Linked DNA regions of Triticum aestivum: region 2 is linked to region 1. A link is a contact called in public Hi-C data. All regions are on one chromosome and are shown on one strand. Each heading gives the region's core, a stretch centred on a gene start, on an enhancer-like site or on the middle of the called end of the contact. The rest is flanking DNA. Distances are from core to core; before and after follow the strand shown.

The links. Hi-C and Micro-C count contacts between places; a contact is called where the count stands out from the background.
Region 2: a contact with region 1 is called in a Hi-C map of leaf, with 5 times the contacts expected there. The contact joins the promoter of LOC123127186 here to the promoter of LOC123127185 in region 1. A contact is called at or near these places in 2 of 5 Hi-C or Micro-C datasets (both in leaf).

Annotation. Positions count from the first base shown.
Region 1 is chr6A:179,121,847-179,126,771 of IWGSC CS RefSeq v2.1, reverse strand. It overlaps LOC123127185 (peroxiredoxin-2E-2, chloroplastic), which reads right to left and starts at 3,272. Exons shown (of 1, transcript XM_044546761.1): 1 at 2,295-3,272. The coding sequence starts at 3,160. The coding sequence ends at 2,480.
Region 2 is chr6A:179,525,328-179,530,290 of IWGSC CS RefSeq v2.1, reverse strand. It overlaps LOC123127186 (glucomannan 4-beta-mannosyltransferase 1), which reads right to left and starts at 1,410. Exons shown (of 9, transcript XM_044546762.1): 1 at 937-1,410; 2 at 701-799. The coding sequence starts at 1,218.

The DNA of each region.
Region 1 (4,925 bases), core at 2,023-4,522:
GGAAGCCGCGACACAGAAAGTCACGTAGTTGCGAGGCTGAGAAGTTCAAAGCCATGAAGCCGTGAGGCCGCGAAGTTGGGAGACATGAAGCCTAGAGGTTCCCGAAGGTGGGCAACCAGAAGCTGGATTCATCTAGCCATTTTCGCATGGAAGGAACCTGCCAAGATTTTTTCGAGAAGGCCTAATCACAAAAAATCCAAATGAACTCAGGGGATACTGACGGTACATTATATCGGGGGTGGCCCGTTGTCCTGGAAGCCCATTGCTGGGCTAGCCTCAGAGCCTAGCTATTGGATGGGTTTTTCGATCGCTAGAAGGCCCGGCTTCCGAATAGGGCATCATCTTGGCGCTCAAGCCAAGGCTCCTTCAAGGCTAGGACAGTTAGAGACTGTAAACCCTACCAAGGACACTAATGGTTTTCTACATGTCAGTTGGCTAATAATAGAGCCAATTGTTGTCTCTACCTTTTTGACATATCATCTATGGTGTATGATAATTGTGAGTCTAGAGGGAAGGGGTGAATAGACTACTAAACTATTATCACAATCTGACAAATATTAAGCTTAGCTAGTGGTTGCTTAAAGCACTTTATGCAAGCCTACACAAGAGTAAAGAGCGAAAGCAAAACCTGGAAGTAAAATAAAGGGATATGAGATTACAGGTTGCAAACACGTAGAGGCCTGATATTGTTGTCCCCTGGTTCAGTTGGCGCTATCCTAGTCCACGTTGATGGAAACTTCAAATCATCAAGGTCTCGTTGTTATGTCCATGTAGGATTACATGCATGAATGGACCGTGGAGGGCAATCAAAAATTTTCACCATGGCTTACGACCCAGAAGGTATAGCCTCACTAATGTCAGATCTTCACATAGTAGGCAATCTTCAATGCCTCATAAACTTCTTGGTTCATTCACACGTTGAAGGCCCCCCAAGCACACCTAGCGAATGTATGAGATGCACACCCTCCCAAATAACAAGAGAATGTAGTTTTGCGATGAACCTTTGCTTGCGCTTCAAAAGATATTCTTCTCCACGTTCAAACGCTCATTGAATGGATCCTTGGACAAGACAAGGTTGTGTATTTGAATGGTATGCCTGAAAGCAAACAAAAGAAAGGTATGACATGAATTTTGGAGTAGTGGACACACACGCGCGCGCGCTGAAATGAAGATCTTGAGTGAGTTGGTAGGATATGGGTGTGTGTGGGGGGGGGGAGGTATTAGGCTGAACCCAAAAAATCTGACCGTTGCACACATTTTTCGTGTAGCTCGGAGGCATCCAAATGATCAACTCAGATGCTCTGACTAAACTGCAAGGAGACAACTTGCAAATGGTTTGAATGGTCCAACCACAAATATCCAGGGGCTCTAACCGACACTAGCTCACCTATGCACGTTGTTTGGAATATTCGATCAAGGTGTTTCGAGGTTTTGTGTGGAGTACAAGCTTGCACAAGCGCATGTCATGAATGCTCTAAATAGAATAGGGTTTGCAACGGCTATCTCTACTATTAAAGGGAGTTGGTTCCGTCGCCTCCCTTTCTCCCTTGGATTTTCCTCCCCACGACCCCCTTCCTTCTATGTTTTATGTTGATTTTTTTGTAGTCTCAATCAATGCTGCACAAAATTAAAACCAACATAAATAGAGTAACTTGGAATAATCTAAACATAATCGATACTTTACTAAAATCACGTCCGGCATTAACTCAATGTCACAACTAAATCAAAACTTTCATTTCCTCCCCTATAAATACCCAAATCAAATTAAAACTTAACAAAGCCTCAACTAAATCAAAACTTCCCTTGCATTCTCTACCTATACTCAAATCAAGTTAAATGTGATCAAAATCTTAAATATAGTGTGTGTAAGGCATATGTCTGATATAATTAGTATTGAATCACTATAATAAGTATGCGCACAACGCACGGACAATTAGCTAATCTGTGTAAATGGATCGACGGTCCAAATAGGTTTTGCTCGGTGTCTTCATGCAGTGCAAAAAAGAGAGATACACTATTTGCTACCAGTTGGTCTGCATCCAAAATTTCCATCTCTTGTTATAGAACTTTGAAACACCCTTCATCAGAACTTTGAAACACCCTTCATCGCATCCGTACCTATCTTAGCTGCTTTCAATCTCAGCACAATATAAGAGCGTTTTTAACACTAAATATAGTGTAAAAAACACTCTTATATTTATATTATGGGACGGAGGGAGTATTTTGTACGCGAGCTATGTAAACATCTCAGCAAAGGCTTTACCACCGACAATGCTAAGAACAAGTACGACGCCTTGAAAAATTCAAGTCATTTCATCGAGCACATGGACAGCACGCAATTCTCAACAAAACAAAACAAAATCCTCTCCACGATGTCGACGCATCGAAGGACACTCACACGAGCAACAGTTCGTCGGATTATTATTCACTACTCCGGAGCACTAGACACGACTCAGGCAAGGAGCAGAGCAGGCGCGGCTCAGAGCGCCTTGAGCATCTCCTCGGCGCTGCTGGTGGTGAAGGCGCCGCCCTCCTCCAGGTTGAGCACCTTGACGACGCCGTCGTCTGCCAGGAGCGCGTAGCGGCGGGACCGCACGCCGAGCCCCATGGGCTTGTCAGAGAGGTCCATCTCCACGCCGAGCGCGCGGGTGAGCTCGATGTTGCCGTCCGACAGCAGCTGCACGTCTTTGCCGAGGCCGAGGCTCTCCTTCCACGCCTTCATCACGAAGGCGTCGTTCACCGAGACGCACGCCACGGTGTCCACCCCCTTGGCCCGGAGTTCGCCCGCCTTCTCGATGAACCCTGGCAGGTGCTTCTGCGAGCAGGTCGGGGTGAAGGCGCCCGGGACCGCGAAGAGCACGACCTTCTTCCCTGCAGTCAGCTCCCCGACAGTCACCGTCTTGAGCTCGCCGTCGGCCGGGTCGAAGTAGGAGAGCGTGGCGTCGGGCAGCTTGTCGCCGACCGCAATGGTGGCCACGACCGTGGATGCCGATGCCGCGGAAGCCGCGAATCTCCTCGCCCCCGGGACGGCGGCGGCGCGGAGGCGGGCTGGGGCGGCGATGCGGCGGGAGGCGAAGGAGAGCGACGGGGAGGAGATGACGAAGCGCTTGCCGGCGGCGGCGGCCGCCGAGGACAGAGCGGAGAGCGACGCGGTGGCCATGGAGGAGGGACGAGGCGATGTGTTCGAGGAAATGCTATCTGTTCGGCCTTGGGAAGAGCGTGGGGGTGGGGTTTAGGTTTTGGATGGAAGGAACGGCCGGGCGCGACGTGATAGGTGGGAGCAGCGCGATTTTGGTTGGTTCGTTGGACGCGTCGGCGGAATGGGTGGACGTCGTGCTGTTGCCCTGGATTAGGCAGGCGGCCCAGCACTTGGTTGGGCCTGTTTGGTTCTCTCCCCTCTCGGGTTCGCGTTCTTTTCCGAAATCACAACTCGAGGGTTACCTCAATTCCCAATTCGCAAAAAAAAAGTCGAGGGTTACCTTTGCAAAGCTCGCTCCTCATCTTCTCACACGCTGACAAGTGATTCATATTTTTTTAATCTTTTCTGTAGACCTTCAGAATAATTTTTTGGTCGTGCAAACCAAAGGGAAGGTGTTTTGAGGTTGTACCAAGTCCGAAACCACGTAAACTCACAACCATTTATGCGTTGGAGAGATTGTTTTGTCTTTTGTGTTGAAGCTATTTATAAATCATAGGTTGAAACCGCTGCAATCAAGATGCATTACTTGAATGTGAAAAGATTCTGGAGGATCCTCATGATTAGGTATTCTTTTTCCCTAGATCTCTCACGCGCTGACAATGTGATACACTGCATATGGATCCCTTATCATGACCTGAGTGGTTTCATTTTTGCATAAATGTGTTTTATTCAAAACGTTTTATCTCTTAAACCGTGCGTCCAAATCGTTTTATCTCTTAAATCGTGCGCCCAAATCTCGAACCGTTTTTACCGTGGGACTTCTCACATCGAGATCTTCGAAACTAGATACCATGTTAATAAGTTTGAACGAAAAATTCATGAAAAAATGGAAATCCAAAAAAAGAAAACATGAAATACCAACAACAAAAACGAATACCGAAAAAATTGAAGAAAAAATACAGGAAACCGGAAGCACCATTCCGGATTTTTTTTCCTTTATCGAGAAGCACGACTTTACTTCTTGCGAAAGCAAATCTGCGTGCTTCCACGAGAAGCAAATTTGTGTTTTTTCCTAATAAATTTAGGTAAGAAACAAGATAAATAAACCATGCTTGATACCAGAATATTCAGTTTGGTAACCAGCTACTAATCCTTCCTCCACTTGGTAAATCAAAAGGTAACCTTTCACTTTATGCCAATGAATGTATTTAAAAACACAGAAAACCTATATGCTTTTTTTGTGACAAAGGAAAACAAACCCTTTTTTTAGAAACCTATAGGTGACGCTAAATATACCATCGAAAAGTACCAGGCCGCACGGGGCCAGCCACTTTGGGCCGCAGGCCCATTCACACTGCAGCGGTTTACTCCAGTGACTCGTCTCGGTTCACCAATAGTTACAGTGGCGTTTCATCTAAAAAAAGTTACTGCAGCTCCATCTGGTTCACTATATTTTGTTACTGTAGCCTTGAATTTTAAAAATATGCCAAAAATTGAAATTTAAAAAAAAACACGAACATTTTAGGAATATGTGAACACATTTTGAAAATCCCTTGTTAAATTCCCGAACTACTTTTGAAACCTGACATTTCTTAAATTGAGAAACAAATTTGAAAACAGGGACATATTTTGAAATTTCAGAACTATTTTTGAAAACGTCAACATTTTTAGTATATGTTGAACATTTTTCAAATGCATACCGAATATTTTTTTCAATCTACAGTGAACATTTTTTATATATATTGGACATTTTTCAATATCTGAAGAAATTTTTTAATTATACAAT
Region 2 (4,963 bases), core at 161-2,660, 410 kb before region 1:
GAATCCCAGTTTGGAGGGCAGACAAAAATGGAAAACGGTTTTGATCTTCGCCGCCCTTTTTTCCGATTACGGAAACGGCGAGACAGCCGTGTAACCGCACACACAGGACACACCATCAGTTTGGGCACCGACAAGCGCAGGCGTGTCAACTACTACTACTCCTACTCCTCAACACGAGTCTGAATTGACTAGGCACAAATGTTAAATAGAAAAACATTTCAGATTTTTAGTTACACAGCGTGTGCCGCACATGGTTAGATTTGCTAGGTGAAGCTGAGAGTTATTACTAGTAACTAATGGCCAAATCTCGCTGGGAGCTGGGGAGTGGCTCCTTGCTCTTAATTATAAACAGGGGGAAGCCCTGTGCCGTGACGGCGACCGCGAGGCAGTACCCAGGCCAGGCGACGTGTCTAAAAGACAAGGCCGGTCGGAGCCTGGCACTGCAGCGAGCGCCCCGGGTGTCACGGCTTTTCCCTTTGGGAAAAATGGAAAAGGGGACGGTGGAGTGAGAGGGAATCCCGGGAGCTTCGAGGTTCGGGTGGACGGACCATGGATAGTTTGGGGGTGGGGGGTGGCAGGGGGCGTAGTCACCGACAGGTGAACATGAGCCTCCATAATTACCAGGCCAGTACTACTACCACTGGCACCACTACTTGTACTGTTCGACCCGAGAGCGGCCGGGGGATAAGATCTTCCTCACCTTGACGAGGGGGTCCGTGGAATCGTCCAGCACCTGCACCACCAGCCGATCCGACGGCCACGACAGCCCGCACACCGCGCCGATCGACAGCTGATACACCTGCACGTATTATCACGCACAAAATATGAAAAAAATGTTAAATGCAAGAAGAAACCAATGGGTGAGAGGAACAGAGAGGGAAGTGGAGCTGGAGCTTGTGGCGGCAATGGCGATGGGGCGGAAGGAAAATGTGGTACCTCCCGCTCGTTGAACATGGGGATCTGGACGAGCACGACGGGGAAGGCGGCGCTGCCGAGCTCGGGGTCGTCGTCCTCGCAGATGGGGTCGCATTTGTACCGGCGCTCCGGCCGGCGGCCGAGCAGCTTCACCCCGACGATGACCACCGCCATGTAGAGCCGCTCCAGGAAGAGCAGCACCGACATGAGCAGGCACAGCGCCACCGCCAGCTTCAGCAGCGGCACGATCACCGGCGCCCGCACCTGCGACCACGCGTCCGGCAGCCCCACCGCCGCGTCCATCGCTCGCTCGCTCGCCTTGCCCTTGGCTACGCTAGACCTCCTCGCCGGCGGCCGGGACGAGGTAATGCCACGCGCGAGGCCCTGCTAGCTAGCTTAGCTAGAGCAAGCTAGCGTGTGCCAGGGGCTGCGGGCTGGCCAGTGTGGAGCGAGCTGGGACTGTGGGGGGAGCTGCTTTGGGGGATGGAGTGGTGTGTGCGAGTGTGTGCGGGGTTTTATAAAAGGGGCGCGAGGCGCAGCTGCACATGTAGGGTTTTGTGTGGACTTACTATGCGCCATGGATTCCGTTTCCAAGGAGTGTAAAATGAGTAGAATAGGGCACAGCAGCGTGGTGATAAGTAAAGGGGGGCGGGGATTGGATTTAGGGGGTGTTTGGTTGAGAAGTCCTAGGACTTTTTCTAGTCCCAGGGACTAATCAAAAAAGACTCTCTAGTAGAGTCTTTTTCTAGTCCCTGTAAAAAAAGTCCCTCCCGTTTGGTTCCTAGGGACTTTTTAGGGACTTTTTCTAGTCTCTGGGACTAAAAAGTCCCTGAACCAAACACCCCCTTAACAGTGCAAAGCGGCGCCATGATTTGTCGGGCGGGGGTGAGATCGGATGGGGTCGGGCGAGGGAGTGTCGGTGGTGCGCCGCGGGGGTAGGAACTGGGACGAGCCGGCTGAGCTGAGCTCATGTGTCACAAGGTCAGTTAAGTGGTTATTGCCTACGCCGTGCTGGTCACTGTGGGTTGGGGTGGTTTCGTTTGTGGATGGATGGATGGATATTGTGCAGCTTTTGGGTGGGATTTGCTTTTTAGCCAAAAGGGAGACGAAAGCAGATTAAGAGCAAAGATGGGAAATTGAGGAATCCTGTTCCTAGTTTGGTAGTAGGACATGTTTCTTGTACTACTGTATCAGTGAGGAAACGGTAAGAGAAAATTGTTGAGAAACAAAAAAGTACGATGTAGGTAAACATGCACACACACTGTCACGTACGCACACACTCATGGTGCATGCTGAAAACCAGAGTCGTTTTTTGGAAAAGGAGGACATCCCGGCTCCTGCATGGGAAAGAAAGATGCATCAGAAAACCGGAGTCATGGAGTTCAAAATTGATAAAGTCACCACATGTGTGTCACTATCGACGAAAACATCACACACAACTGAAAAAACACAATGCATCAACAAATACATTTTAATTTTTGGTGAGTTGGAGTACAACAATACTCCTAACCATCTTTTTCTCATGAGAGACTTGTGTCTGAGTGGTTAGTATGGTGTGTAATACTATGCTAGTACTTTTTATAGATCATGGCCTTGTTTTACTGGTATCTCACTTTGATCGGGCTTCTTCCTGCAGATAACACTATCACCCTTCTGATTGGATTCAATTATTCACCGTTCTCTAAGTATGGTTGAAAAAACGGCACCTACTAGGCATCAACACGATGATCCCTAGGAAGGATCAGTCGGCTCATGTATTGTCCTACCGACTCACTCATCTCTCCCCTCCTCTTTCCACACCCCTCGAAGGGAACCACCTACTCGTTTGCCATCGTCCATTGTCGTCCTCTCCATCACCATTGTAAGCGCCTCCCCTTGCACTCACGATCGATCTTGGGTTGCTAGGGAGCAAGAGGAATGGGGAATTAGTTATCTGTTGTGTAAAACCACTCATCCACCCTCATAGCGAGTTCAACCATCCGCCCGAAGCCAATTTGTTGCTAGCTAGCGATAGAGGAAGAAGGAAGCGGAATATTTATACATGTACTTTACGAGACCTGTTTGGCCCAATTCTTGTCAGCGGGCCAATGAGGCGATCCTTTTCCCCTAGTGGGCCGGCCTGCCTCTTCAATTCCCGCGCCTTTAGTGTTGTCATTCTTCGTAGTCGTAGATTGAGGAGTGCTCACACCCCATGGTTCTTGAGAAGTGGCTTGTCTCCAAGCCATAGAACAAGGAAATGTTTCCTTCAATGAATCCTCGTCTTACATCAGCAGAAGGAGAACAAGACCACTCAACAAGAACCCGAGGAATAGTCTTCGAGCCCACATGATGAACCCTGCGACGGAGAAATTTGAGAGGAATTTGAAATTCATCATCAACATGAGGTAAAGATGTCTGAACTTGAGTCACAAGTAGAATATACTTCTCCAATTGGAGAACATGAAAGTCTGGATGTATTCTGCTAGAATCTGGTAATTCCAGCATGTAAGCAATGTCACCAATCGTGGCAATAGTCAAATAAAGACCATGAAATTTGAATGCAAGTTTATGATTTACACGATGAACCACAAATGATTGAACATAAGGTTGCATTTTTACAAAGACCTTATCTCCAATAGCAAAACTGCGTTCAGCTCTCTGTTTGTCAACCTGGGTCTTTTGACATTGGTGAGCTCTCAACAAATGTCGTCTTATTGGTTCATGCATGATAGCTCTAGCATCTAAACTGAAGGAAATATGCCCTAGAGGCAATAATAAAGTTGTTATTTATATTTCCTTATATCATGATAAATGTTTATTATTCATGCTAGAATTGTATTACGGAAACTTAGTACATGTGTGAATACATAGACGAACAGAGTGTCCCTAGTATGCCTCCGATGGGTTTTGTAGTAATTTCAAAAAAAATCCTACGCACACGCAAGATCATGTGATGCATAGCAACGAGAGGGGAGAGTGTTGTCTACGTACCCAACGCAGACCGACTGCGGAAGCGCTTGAAAGTGCGTTATATCGACTAGAGGGGGGGTGAATAGGCGATTTTTATGAAAGTCTTCAAAACGTGAGAGTTATGAAGACAAACAGCGAAGATTATGCCTATTACTATGCAGCGGAAGTTAGATTACACTAGACCAGCCATGGTCATGTATTCAATAGAGTGAAAGCACAATGACAAACAGCTTTAGTGTAATAACGATCAGGTAGGAAGAAGTTGTGAAGCCAAACTGATCATACATTCACGTTGTGAAGACAAAAGATAAAGCAAGCATGCAATGGCTTCACAATGAGTAACAGTAAGAAAAGGAAGTGAAGATGAAACAAGTGACTCGTTGAAGACAATGATGTGTTGGACCAGTTCCAGTTGCTGTGACAACTGTACGTCTGGTTGGAGCGGCTAGGTATTTAAACCTTAGGACACACAGTCCCGGACACCCAGTCCTGAACACATAGTTCAGGACACCAAGTCCTCACCGTATTCTCCTTGAGCTAAGGTCACTTAGTCCTCGCCCAATCACTCTGGTAAGTCTTCAAGGTAGACTCCCAAACCTTCACAAACTTCGTTCACTGGCAATCCACAATGTCTCTTGGATGCTCTGAACGCGACGCCTAACCGTCTGGAGGATTCACAGTCCTCAAGTGTAATAAGTCTTCAGATCACACAGACACGAAGACTTAAGTGATGCCCAATTTACTCTGGCTCTGGGTGGTTAGGGCTTTTCTCCTCACTAGGAATTTTCTCTCAAAGGCTTCGAGGTGGGTTGCTCTCAAACGACAAAAGCCGTGCACTGAAATCTGAGCAGCCAACCGTTTATGGTTGTGGGGGTGGGCTATTTATAGCCACTTGGCAACCCGACCTGATTTGTCCGAAATGACCCTGGGTCACTAAGGAACTGACACGTGTCTCAACGGTCAGATTTCAAACTCTCATGGCAACTTTACTTGGGCTACAAGCAAAGCTGACTTGTCCGGCTCTGGACAAGATTCGCTCTCATTGTCTTCACTCGAAGACATAGGTTTTTGATTTAGGCATCACTTCAGTCATTCTGAC